Linked DNA regions of Xenopus laevis: region 1 is linked to region 2. The links are chromatin contacts, called in public Hi-C maps. All regions are on one chromosome and are shown on one strand. Each heading gives the region's core, a stretch centred on a gene start, on an enhancer-like site or on the middle of the called end of the contact. The rest is flanking DNA. Distances are from core to core; before and after follow the strand shown.

Region 1 (6,736 bases), core at 1,115-3,614, 190 kb before region 2:
CATTTTTTTTTTAATTCATATTCATGTTCTTATTGAACTTGCACACTTGTCTGTTACTTGTTAAATGATTTCGAGTCTGCAAGAAAGTAGCCGTCATGTTATTTTCTTCTTGCTGTTTATTGTGAAACATCCAATAAAACATTTAAAAAACAAAACAAAAATCCTGCACCGTTTTCAAGTTTTTAAAAAAAAAAAAATTTATAACAGCTCCAATGCCAAGAACTTGACGCCGCAATAGCTGGGGGGGGGCTATATGAGTAGTCACTGGCTAATTCTGCTAGCACAATAGCTCTAAAAGCTTTAAACAAAAAAAAAAGAAGACAGAAACCCTTGTTAGAAAAAAACAACACAGGAGCTAACAGAAGCCAAAAACAGATTTAAAAGAAAGAATTTGTGCAGCGCTCAGCTCAATAGCAACACTAGGGGGCAGCACTGTGTGCAAAACAAGCACTTTAAATGCAAAGTGTTGTAGCTTGGGAAGTGCAATTTTTGTGAGGAATTTCATGGGGATTGGGAAGAAGGACCTGGAGCAGCTGCAGGAGAGATGGGATCTTATATCCCAATTACCCCTTGGTCCAGTACAGGGAGCGAGTGAGAAATAATTACAAAAGAAGGTGGAACTGAATTGAATGTCACAACGGCTATGATGTGGCGTCCCAGACACCGAGTGGGATAGGATGGTGCCTTGTGAAATGCGCACGAGTAAGTGCTGAGACATGCGTATCCTATAGATGTCACAATGGGAGGACGGAGCAGGTAGCAACGCAGGAGACTACAGGGTGAAGGGGGTATGAAGTGTGTGGTGGGGGGTACAGTTGCCCCCCCAAAAATCAGTCAGTTTCATACGAGGAAGGTTAAATATAAAAGCAATTAAGAATAAGATGCAGGTCTGAGCAGTGAAAGGAGACGATTAAATAAGCAGAACAGAAGGAAGAGAGCGATGCCAACTGAGCGTGTCCCTAAAGAGAGGTCATGGGAGTGCCTGGCATACACACTTACACACATACATACATATACACATACTTACACATATACACTTACATACATATACACATAGTTACACACTTACACATATACACTTACTTACATACATACACACATACATATACACACACTTACACATATACACACATACATATAGATACACTTACACATATACACACATACATACATATACACACACACTTACACATACATACACACTTACACACATACATACATATACACATACTTACACATATACACTTACATACATATACACATAGTTACACACTTACACATATACACTTACTTACATAAATATACACACACTTACACATATACACACATACATATAGATACACTTAGATATACACACATACTGTACCACCAGCAATCACTGACAGTTGCCCAATGATATCAGTATGTGCCACTAGATGCACCTGAGTGTATACAGACTCCTCTGCCTCTGCCCAAGGTAAATGAGCCCCAGTCTAAGTACCTGCCAGATCTCCAGTCACAATATACACATTATATACAATTATATACAATTATACAGTGCCAGTCTATACACATACAGTTACCCCTCCTGCACATACACTTGTACCAACAATGATGCACTTGTACCGCACATTAACCCCCCAAACTAATCGCTGGTTCCCAGGGTGCACATTCCCCCCAATATTTCTTACAGGATCCCCCCCCTGAGAGCTCAGCCCCCAGCTGATCTCCTCGCACCCCCATGTGTCACTGTGCAGGAGAAATGCCAGATGCCCCAGTCTGAGCTGCACATGAGCCAGTGATGTGACAGTTGTGTATAAGAGGGACCAGTCTCATATAATAATAATAATAATAAAGCTAATAATAATAATGCTAAAGGTAATGCTAGTGAGTGGCTCCAGCGCACCTTACACTGCAGCTCGGCCCCGGAATGCAGCTGGAGAGCCCGGTAGACGTGCTGTCGGCCCCCGGTGGGGAGCAGGAGGCAGTTGCCGATACAGGTCGGTCCTTGCGGGTGACAGTTGGTTCCGTGGGGGCTGCTGGGCTGGGGGGAGCCGGGGGAAGGCAGGAAGCCATTGTCCGTGGGGCTGTCGATGAGCCGGGGACATTTAGCCGGGGGTTCGTCGCTCTCCAGTCGCTTGGAGGAGGCGCTTCTACAGACGGCCAGACGGAGGGCACTCAGTCGGCTCTGCCGCGGAACGTTGGCGACCATTGGGCACACAGACATATCCAAAGCGAATATCCGCCAGCATGTGACTTAACGCCGGGATGCGCGAATCCTCTCCCGTATCCAGACTCAAGAGGTAACGGGACAGGTGCGACTACTCCGAGCTCCCGGCTCCCTCTGGCTTCTCTCAACTCCAGGATCAGTCCCAGTATCAGCGCCTCCTCCTGTCACTCGCTCCTCAACACGCCGGCCACGCCCCCCGGCGCTTACGCAACAGCAGCGATCTGACCGGGGGGCGGGATTACTCTCTGGCGTCATTCTGAGGGGAGGGGCCTCTTGTCCTGAGAGTGGAAATGTAAGAGAATGAATGAGGCGTCGCTGCAACTCCGCAGACTGAACTACAACTCCCAGCAGCCTCTGTTAGGAGCCTTTGTTCAATAACAGGGGGATTTTGCTCTAGAACCCACTAGCACTAAGTATCTTATTGTTGGACAGGAATTCATCATTTAGGAATTAAATCATTCACTTCATTCATCAGTTCCTGAATTGACTATTCCTGCAGCAGAGAGAGAACAAGTGCTGGGGGCACACAGGCTGCAGAGCTCACACTTTACTACATCTCCCAGCATTCCCTGAGAGACAACCAAGTCCTGACTCCTAGACATTCTGTAGGGTGACTTGTAAATGACTCTCATCTGACTGTGTATATTAGTTCTATATAGAGGGACCTGTATCACGTGACTGTGTATATCACTTATATATAGATTGATACATATTTACAAATCTGTGTAACTTACACTGTATATAGTGTAACTATGTAATTAAGGGCATCTGTGTGTGTGTGTGTGTCTTCAGTCAGTGGAATCAGTATTGTACTAATGTACAGGTTATAATATATAGATTTATATGGTACAGGTGAGTGTGTAATAATAAGTTAACTGTTATGATGTCACTGTATAAATAGCAATGGGGACATTCACCTTCCTATTAACTTCCCAGTCTAGTACTGTTGCCATTACTCCTAGTGTCCTCTAGGGGCAGTAAGGTCAATATCATGGAAATATATAATAAATCAGGAGTTGCTTTGCTTAGAAATATATACTAACTAGACAGACACACAGATAGATAATAAATAGATAGATAGATGATAGATTACATGACATATAGATGATGATGACAGACAGACAGATATTATATAGATTACATGACATATAATTATTATTATTTATTATTAACATGTATTTATACAGCGCCAACATATTGCGCAGCACTGTAAAGTAAATGTGATTATACAACTACATCACATGAATTACATATATAGAATATATGGAGTAACAAACATCACAATCAATACAGGTACAAAATGGTGAAGAAGGCCCTATGAATAGGCATACAGTCTAAAGGGAAGGGAGTAATACACAAGGTGTGGGAGTGGGCAAGATCGAATTGAGTGGGTGAGAAATGTGGTATTGTATGTGGTGTTGCGTTTGGTAGTTAAGCAGAGTGAGGGGAGGCTTCTCGAAAGAAGTGCGTTTTCAGAGATTTTTTGAAAGTAGAAAGGTTGGGAGAAAGTCGGACAGACCGTGGGAGAGAATTCCAGAGGAGGGGTGCAGCCCTTGCAAAGTCTTGAATGCGAGTATGTGAGGAGGTAATGAGAAAAGAGTTGAGTAGCAGGTCAGTAGAGGAGTGTAGTAAGCGAGTGGGTGAGTATATAGAGATGAGTTCAGAGATGTAGGGTGGAGCAGAGTTGTGAAGTGCTTTGAAAGTCAGTGTCATTAATTTGAATTTGATTCTGAAAGGTAACGGAAGCCAGTGCAGGGATTGACAGAATGGCGAGGCAGAGGAGGTTGCTGAGGTGTATGAGCCTCGCAGCAGTGTTCATTATGGACTGGAGAGGTGACAGTCTCTGGAGGGGGAGGCCAATTAAGAGAGAGTTACAGTAGTCTAGACGCGATATGATGAGAGAGTGAATAAGAATTTTGGCAGCGTCTTGGGTGATAAATGATCGTATTTTGGATATGTTCCTTAGGTGGAAGTGACATGATTTAATAAATGACTGGATATGAGGAGTGAATGACAGCGCAGAATCTAGGATAACCCCAAGGCACCGGGCCTAGGGAGAGGGGGTGATAGTGGAATTGTTAACTATGATGGATACTTCGGGGATGCTACTGGTGTTAGTTGGAGGAAAGAGAACCATTTCAGTTTTAGAGAGGTTTAATTTAAGGTAGCATTGCGACATCCAGGTAGAGATAGCGGACAGGCAGGAGGAGACGCGAGTTAGGAGTTTTGGATTGAGATCAGGAGATGAGAGATAGATCTGAGTATCGTCAGCATAGAGGTGGTAGTGAAAACCATACGAATTTATTAATTTGCCAAGGGAGGAAGTATAGAGGGAGAATAGTAATGGTCCCAGGACAGAGCCTTGAGGAACTCCAACAGAAAGAGGTAGGGGAGAAGATGATACTCCATTGTAGGAGACACTGAAGGAACGATTGGTGATGTAAGAAGAGAACCAGGACAGGGCTGTGTCACGAAGGCCAAGCGACTGGAGGGACTGGAGGAGGAGAGGGTGATCTACAGTGTCAAATGCGGCTGAGAGATCAAGCAGTATTAGTAGTGAGAAATGATTGTTGGCTTTAGCGGTTAAGAGGTCATTAGTTAGTCGAGTCAGGGCAGTTTCCGTGGAGTGTTGTGGCTTAAAACCAGATTGTAGGGGGTCCAGCAGGTTATTGTCAGAGAGGAATGAGATAAGTCGGTTGTAGACTAGGCGCTCAAGTAGTTTAGAGATGAAAGGTAGCAGAGAGATAGGTTGGAGGTTGTCAAGATTGGAGGGATCAAGAGAGGGTTTTTTCAGAATGGGGGTGACAGGAGCATGTTTTAGTTGAGAAGGAAACAGTCCAGTTGAGAGGGAAAGATTAAATAGGTGAGTTAAGGCTTTGATTAGACAAGGATTGGTATTGCGGAGAAGTTTTGACGGAATTGGATGAAGCGGGCAGGTGGTAAGGTGAGAAGAGGCCAGAAGCTTTGAGACTTCCTCATCAGTGACAGGGGTGAAGGAGCACAGGAGAGACTGGGGAGTGTGGAGGGAGGGTGGTGGAAGTCTAGGGGGGTTGAGTAGTGTAATGTCCCTTCTGATAGTGTCAATTTTGTTTTTGAAGTGCTCAGCAATATCTTGAGCAGGGACAGATGTGCATGGATGCATAGATGATGATAGATAGATGATGATGATAAATACATAGATGATAGATAGATAGAAGATTGATAGATAGATACATACATACATACATACATACATACATACATAGAGCGAGAGAGAGCAATAGATGATTGATAGATAGATGACAGATAGATAACTAGATAGAGAGAGAGTGATAGATGATTGATAGACAGAGAGAGCAATAGATAGATAGATTATAGATAGACAGATATATAAATAGAGAGAGAGAGACGATAGATAGAGGGATGGAGGGACAGATAGATGATACATAGATAAGGAGAGAGAGAGAGAGATAGATAGGTAGGTAGGTAGATAGATGATAGATAGATAGATGATAGATAGAGAGATGATAGATAGAGAGATGATAGATAGATAATAGATACTAGATAGAAAACATGACAGATAGATGATAGATATATTTACATTGCCCATAGCCTGACCAATGAGCCAGGCATGTTTTAGTGAGATGCGGGGACTAAAGTTGCTCCCAGTCTCATGCTGTTGGGGTGAGTGTCCATTGCAGGTACCATCTGACCCCTGATCTCTATACTGATGTATTGTGTATAGACTGTGCAGCTCATCATCCAGAAAACAGTTGCCCCTAGTCCTGTCAGTGCTGCACCTGCCCCTGAGAACTGTACCCTGGAGATCTGTGACTTTAAAGTTGCCCATAGACACAGGGGCACCGCACCAATGAGACTAGTTGAAAAACCCACTAGTTACCAGGGGCGGCAAAATGCAGCTCCTGTAACTTGAAGAGCCAAACTTCGATTTTTCAAACTGGAAATTCGGCTCTTCTAATGACGGGCTCTATTGCCTCCTGGACCCCTCCGCCAATGTTGTGGACCCCTCTCAACACATAAAGCTGAGTACGCGGGGAGGGGCGGCTGCCTCAAGCAGGGTAGGGGCCAGGATCGTCCGTCTATAGACGTTTAGATTTTTTGACCAATATTCATGCGATCCAACAAACCAGTCAAATTCTCATGAGGTTAGTGGGCACTGAATTTTCGGCTGACATTGGTCAGTTAGAAAATTTTCATTGGTCAGAGTGAAATGTATCCATTGTCCAATTGTTTTCAGGGCCCAGCAGGCAGTACCCCAGTTTCCCAGCTAGACCATACCCTCGGAAATGTTTTTTTTTTTGTTGATGGACAAATGGTGCATTTAAACAATGGTTTCAGGCCCTACGATAACAAAAATACCTTTGAAAAATCTCAACATCCTTGGCCACCTTAAGACGCATTCTGTAGCCGTTTGACTTAATGGTGAAGTTCTGTTGGTACAGGAAACATCTCCAAACCACTGTACGTCGCCTCTATTTATGCCACAGAGCTGAATGCCGTGTAAATAGCTCCGACGAGAAACAAGTA
Region 2 (7,232 bases), core at 4,066-6,565:
TAGCTGCTGCCTCACTTACACCGATCAGGGGCACCGGCACATTCTTGCTACACTCACAAATTTCACTAAAGCTTTCTCCCTAAATGTCTGAGCTCTGACAAAACTATTCACTGATTTACCATGACAGCAGCACAGGATTTATTTCATTCTAACATTCTCGATAACACCTAGTTACCTGCCACCTAGTGGAAATAACCAAAAACTCGCCCTACTGACTGTGGCAAACTTGTATAGATAGGTACAGCACTCGGAAACCTGGGGTTTCTCCAGATAAAACATCTTTACGTAATTTGGATCTTCATACATTAAGTCTACTAGAAAATCATTTAAACATTAAATAAACCCAATAGTCTGGTTTTGCTTCCAATAAGGATTAATTTTTATATCTTAGTTGGGATCAAGTACAAGCGACTGTTTTATAACTACAGGGAAAAAAGGACATTTTTTTTAATTTTTAAAAATTTAATTTTTAAAAATTAAAATTATATGATTAAAATGAAGTCAATGGGAAATAGCTTTCCAGAAAATTGCTTTACTATTCTACTTTATTCTATTCTACATAGGCCAATAAGGATTAATTATATCTTAGTTGGGATCAAGTACAGGTACGGGACCTGTTATCCAGAATGCCCAGGACCTGGGATTTTCCAGATAACGGATCTTTCTGTAATTTGGATCTTCATACCATAAGTCTACTAGAAAATCATGTAAATATTAAATAAACCCAATAGGCTGGTTTTGCTTCCAATAAGGATTAATTATATCTTAGCTGGGATCAAGTATAGATGTGGGACCTGTTCTCAAGAATGCTCGGGAACCTGGGGTTTTCCAGATAAAAGATCTTTCAGTAATTTGGATCTTCATACCTTAAATCTACTAGAAAAGTATATGAACATTAAATAAACCCAATAGGCTGGTTTTGCTTCCAATAAGGATTAATTATATCTTAGTTGGGATCAAGTACAAGCTACTGTTTTATTATTACAGAGAAAAAGGAAATCATATTTAAAAATTACAATTATTTGATTAAAATGGAGTCAGTGGGAAAGAGCTTTCCTGTAATTCAGAGCTTTCTGAATAATGGGTTTGCAGATAACGGATCATATGCATGTAACAAGGAAGGATCCCAAGAGCAACCAATCAGAGTAATTTGCTTTATTATTCTACTTACACAGGCCGAGCAATGTGAACTGCTCAATGGTTGGTATTTGTTAGCTGACCTTTTAACGTTAATATATTTTTTAAATTAAAACTTAAAATTAAAAAATCAAATTTTTCGTTTGAGTGCTTTACAGTATGTAAGATCTATGGTACAATGGCTGCTGCCTAGTAAATGCAATCATAAGCTTCAGCTTTCGGCTGGTTATATAGGAAAGTTCTGACCAGGCACCTATTCTGATCATGTAGGTTGGCCCCAAAGAAATAATTTTAAAGGGGTTGTTCATCTGTAAATTAACTTTTAGTATGATGTAGAGAGAGATATTCTGAGACAATTTGCAATTGTTTTTTATTTTTTATTATTTTTGGTTTTTGAGTTATTTAGCTTTTTATTCAGCAGCTCTCCAGTTTGCAATTTCAGCAATCAGGTTGCTAGGGTCCAAATTCCCCTAGCAACCATGCATTGATTTGAATAAGAGACTGGAACATGAATAGGAGAAGCATGAATAGAAAGATGAGAAATAAAAAGTAACAATAACAATAAGGGGGTAACTTATGAAAGGTCGAAGAAAAAACTTGAATTAGGGAGTTCAGGGTTAACAACTCGGAAACTCGAATCGCTTGAATTGATTGAGTTTTCGTGGCAAAATGTTTAGAAAAAACTCAAACATCATGAAGGCTGTTAACATCTTCAAATGGTTAAAGGGACCTCTGCCACTGACTTTTACATGACTTCAACAGGTTTTAGATGGCTATTTCCAGATTTGAACTATTTCCAGAGTCGGGGTATAATAAATCTTGAAAGAAAAAAATTTTTAACCCGAAAATGTGAATTTTGACCAAATAATCAACTCGAAAACTCAAATTATCATGGAAAACACAACTTGATCCTTATTAAATTACCTCCTTAATGTATAGCTTTACAGAGCATTTGTTTTTAGATGGGGTCAGTGACCCCCATTTGAAAGCTGGAAAGAGTAAGAAGAAGCCAATAAATTGAAAAAAACTATAAAAAAAAAAATAATGAAGACCAAATGAAAAGTTACTTAGAATTAACCATTCTATAACATATTTAAAGTTAACCACCCTTTAAAGTGAATATTCCCATTGCTTAGAAATATATTTATATACAGATGTTACGAACTGCTCTGGCTTTTGCCAAGCAGCACCAGTGTTGTATCTTTATCCAATAATTCTCCCCAACTCGAAATCTTCCTTCAATCTTATGATGGACATACACATGCAGAAATTACCATACAATATGAGAATTCATATAGTTTCATTTGGTTTAAAATGTCACTTGATTGGTTACCATGAGAATTCCCATTCTACCCCGGCACCCAGTGGACCGGTCCGTCTGGCAGGAGGTAAGTGCACAGCAGAGGTGAGTTGTGGCGGCATGTAAGGGGTGAAATGTGAATTGTTAAGTAATGGTTAATATATAATTCATTTGGCCACTAGGTGGCAGTGAGTCATAAGTTGAACTGTGAAAGTTGTTGGTACTGAAGTGAAGTGAATAAAGCAAACAGGAACAGGAAATACAGTGGCCATTCTGGCAGTGATAGAGGAAGGGACAGCAGTCTCTTTAGGGAGAGGTGAGGAGTAAAGGTTGTGCCACTGTACTTGTTATGAAGGAGTCACAGCAATAAACTACTACTGTTTAAAGGAGAAATGAAAAAACCCTAATTTTGTAGGCAATTATGAGTAATATATAGTAAAAAATAAAAGTGCAAAAGACACGGAATCCTTTCTAAGTGTAGTATTTCGTTTTAGTTCAATATAATCCCCGCATACAAATTACACTCACAGGATAAAAGAAAATCAATCGCATATAAGTTCCTTATCTGTCCGTGCGTCTCGCTCCTTGGAAGTCCTCGAGAAAGCGGATCGAAGTCTGCGAAACGCGTTGGACAAAAATGAGCAGCCCTTACGTCTAAAATAAGGAAACCGCTCCAAGAACAAGTGTGGACTTGAGAGAGCTCGAAATCTGGATCACAGGAGGACTGATTGCCGGTACGGGAGTGAGACCGTTACAGAGCACTAAACACATGCAGTGGGACAGAGAGCGAGACGCACGGACAGATAAGGAACTTATATTCGATTGATAATACACTTAGAAAGGATTCCCTGTCTTCCCAAAAGCGGCAGAGCGGGGAAACGATTTTTAAACTGGTGTCGATCCCTGTTAACCTCCACTTCAAGAGCGCCGCAGGTGTAAAATCAGTATAATAATTAATATATGGTGTTGCTTTTACATGGTGCTAAAAATTAATATTATCTTTAAAAATAGCTGCTTTATTGGAGCTCCCTATAGATGTTCTCTGGTCCCTGTTTCAAATGAGGGGTGGGCGTGTCCTAACAGTCCCTGCCAGAAGCACAGTAGGAGGGAGACAGCCAATCACAGCCCTGCAGTCACACCAGCACAGACAGGCTTCAGTTCCCTATCAGGTCCTGCTAGCTGCTGATTGGTTCCTGTCCTACAGCTCCCTGCACCAGCTGAAAGGTCATCTATTTACATAACTAAAAAATTAACGTAAAATATTCAGGAAAACGTAAAATGAGAGAAAGAACGAACACAACTTACAGGTGACTACATAAAAAGATGTCACATCCAGGAACACAAACAATGCGGATAAATAAAACCAGGTGATCACTATCAGATTTCACCAAGTATTGGCGCAATTCAAATCACACTGACCCACCCATCCCACCTTTGAGTCACAGTTTAGTATGATGTAGAGAGGGATATTCTGAGACAATTTGTAATTGGTTTTAATTTTTTTATTATTTGTGGTTTTTGAGTTATTTAGCTTTTTATTCAGCAGCTCTTCAGTTTGCAATTTCAGCAGTCTGGTTGTTAGGGTCCAAATTCCCTAGCAACCAATGCATTGATTTGAATAAGAGACTGGAATATGAATAGGAGAGGCCTGAATAAAAAGGTGATGAATAAAAAGTAGCAATGGCAATAAGGGGCAGATTTATCAAGGGTCGATTTGAAAATTCGAATTTGAACATTTTTTATGGTCAACACTGCCAAATACGACTAGGGAGTTATTCAAATTCGATTTGAGTTTTTTAAAAAATTCTAATTCGATTTTTGAGATTTATCATACTCATACCTTTAAGAATTCAAATTCAACTAATCGCCACCTAAAACCTGCCGAATTGCTGTTTAAGTCAATGGGAGAGGTAAAGGGATCAATTTGAAGCTATTTTTCAAAAATCGAGTTTTTAAAATTCGAATCCAATTAGATTCCAGTTTTCGGGTCGATTGAACTCATCCGTGTTTTGAATACTCGATTTTATTAATGAATTTCGAATTTCACATTTATGGGAGTTTAGGGGAGTTTTTAAAAACTGACATGAATTTGGAAATTGACCTTTGATAAATGTGCCTCCCCATGTGTAGCCTTACAGAGCATTTGTTTTTAGATGAGATCAGCGACCCCATTTTGAAAGCTGGAAAGTTGAAGGGAAATATTAAAAAAAAAATACATTGAAAAGTTGCTTAGAATTGGCCATTCTAGAACATACTAAAAGTTAATTTAAAGGTGAACCAGCCCCACAGGGATGCCCAGCACCACAATCTGATGTCTATAAAGTATCTCTGCCTGAAAGAAAAGCAACCGACATAAAACTGGAAGTGACATTTAGCCTGTAGATCAATTGAGATTTGGTTCAGGCACTTGGACTTGATTGAATCCAAAACCTGCCAAAAAAATGCCGAATCTCAAATACCAACCCAAACTCTGGATTTGGCACATCATTAGTTGTGAGACCCAACAACAGGTTTAGAAGTAAATAAACGTAGAACTTACATCCAGTCTCGAGCAGGTCGAGGGCCACACTGACCGTGATATCCATTCCCGTGTGTAGGTAGCCCTGGCAGTTTTTTAGAGATGACAGGGAGTTATCCACAGAGCTGAAGGAAACCACAGGCGCTGACCGGCCAGACATTTTGAAAGTTTCTACAAAAAAAAAAAAAAAAAAAAAAGTAAAATAAATTCCTTAGAATAATTAGAATAAAGCTCTCCAGTTTGCAATTTCAGCAATCTGGTTGCCAGGGTCCAACTTCCCCTAGCAACCATGCATTGATTTGAATAAGAGACTGGAAAATGAATAGTAGAGGCCTGAATAGAAAGCTTAGTAATAAAAAGTAGCAATAACAATAAGGGGCAGATTTATCAAGGGTCAAATTGAAAATTCTAATTTTTTTTTATGGTCAAAACTCTCTAAAAAAAAAAATGCGACCCTTGATAAATGTGCCTCTAAATGTGTAGCCTTACAGAGCATTTGTTTTTTAGATGGGATCAGTGGCCACCATTTGTAAACTGTAAAGAGTCAGAAGATGACGGCAAATAATTCAAAAACTTTAAAAAACAATAAGTGATGACGACCAATTGGAAAGCTGCTTAGAATTGGTCATTCTGTAACAGACTAAAAGGTTAACTTTAAGGGGGTGATTCACCTTCCAGTTAACTTTTAATATGGTATAGAATGGCCAATTGTAAGCAACTTTTCATCAACATCTTCATTATTTATTTTTGATAGTTTTGAATTATTTGCCTTTTTCTTCTGACACTTTCTAAGCTTTCAAATGGGGTCACTGACCCCATCTAAAAAAAACAAAAAAACAAATGCTTTGTAAAGCTACGCATTTATTGTTATGGCTACTTTTTATTACTCCTCTTTATATTCAGGCCTCTCATTCATATCCTAGTCTCTTATTCAAATCAGTAAATGGTTGTTAGGGTCATTAGGACCCTAGCGACCAGACTGCTGAAACTGTAGAGCTGCTGAATAAAAAGTGAAATAACTCAAAATCCACAAATAATAAAACATGAAAAAAACAAACAAATAGTGTCATAATATCACTCTCTACATCATACTAAAAGTTAATTCAAAGGTGAAGCACCCCTTTAACAGTTGCATTACAAACTCCCTGCAGTGAGTTCCCTGGTTGGAATCAAAACGCTGGACCCTAGAGCTGCAAGGCAGCAATGCTGATTTTTAGCGTTTTTTTAGCAGAAACGCCAATACGTCAAGAAACTACCAAGTCAATAGACTCTATGGGATCTGCACGTTTGAAACCACACTTTGCGTAAATACGCAGCGTATTTTAAACATGGCGTCCAAATTCTCAATGAGAACAATGAAAACAATGAGAAGTGCATGTTGGGAAAAGAATCCTACGTGCTGAAAATGCATGAAAAACGCATGTTGACGGTCGCATGTGGTTTCAGTGGCGGATTTACGCCTGGCTGTTCTTTTTTAAAAACGCAACGTAAAAACGTCACGTCTGGCCTTGCCCTAAGGGGATGGGGTAGGCGGATGACTGGTACCTAAAAAATGCATTCACATATATATCTATATATATCCATATATATCTATATATATATATTTTTTTTTTTTCAGGGCTGGGTACTGGGGGAACAATCCTCCCGGGCTCCGTGGCTCCTATATCCGTGGCTCCAGGCCCCCCTGGATTAGTCGGGTCACTCAGCAGCTAAAGTAGGAGCCGAGCTGCTGACGAAAGGAACCGAGGAAGAAGAATTGTTAGTTCCACTGAGCACTATTATTAAACCGCAGAGCACTATTTTTTGGCTACCAATGGGGGTTTGACTTGTTTTTTGTTTTTGTTTTTTACATATAGCTGGCCCCCTGAAAAATGATGGTGACCCTGTATATATCTATGAACAATATTTTATCAGTAGAGATTCTGAGAGGACAGTAACACTTTTGCAGAGTTTTTTTTTTATCAGTTGCCTCCTGCTCCACCGTTTCATGAGTCACAGCCAGCAGTGCACACACAATACAAACAGACAGATGTTGGTTTTCAATACGCAGAACTGGAAATCCACTGGAACTGCGCAATGAATATATACTGGGAAGCTGCTCGGAATTGTTTTTGCATTAGATTCATAACACGACGGTTTCAATTCACAAACCGAACGTTATTGTTAAAACTGGGGTGGTTCACCCATAAGTTAACTTTTAGTATATTTTAGAACTTTTCAGTTAGTCTTCATTATTTATTTATTTTTATAGTTTTTGAATTATTTGCCTTCTTCTTC

Evidence for each region. Hi-C and Micro-C count contacts between places; a contact is called where the count stands out from the background.
Region 1: a contact with region 2 is called in a Hi-C map of the XTC cell line, with 6 times the contacts expected there. The contact joins the promoter of LOC108719410 here to the promoter of nsmce2.L in region 2. A contact is called at or near these places in 2 of 4 Hi-C or Micro-C datasets (the XL177 cell line and the XTC cell line).

What each region holds. Positions count from the first base shown.
Region 1 is chr6L:151,666,089-151,672,824 of Xenopus_laevis_v10.1, reverse strand. LOC108719410 (tribbles homolog 1) reads right to left here and starts at 2,364. Exons shown (of 3, transcript XM_018268261.2): 1 at 1,886-2,364. The coding sequence starts at 2,206.
Region 2 is chr6L:151,479,486-151,486,717 of Xenopus_laevis_v10.1, reverse strand. It overlaps nsmce2.L (NSE2 (MMS21) homolog, SMC5-SMC6 complex SUMO ligasee L homeolog), which reads right to left and starts at 5,315. Exons shown (of 7, transcript NM_001086116.1): 1 at 4,977-5,315. The coding sequence starts at 5,115.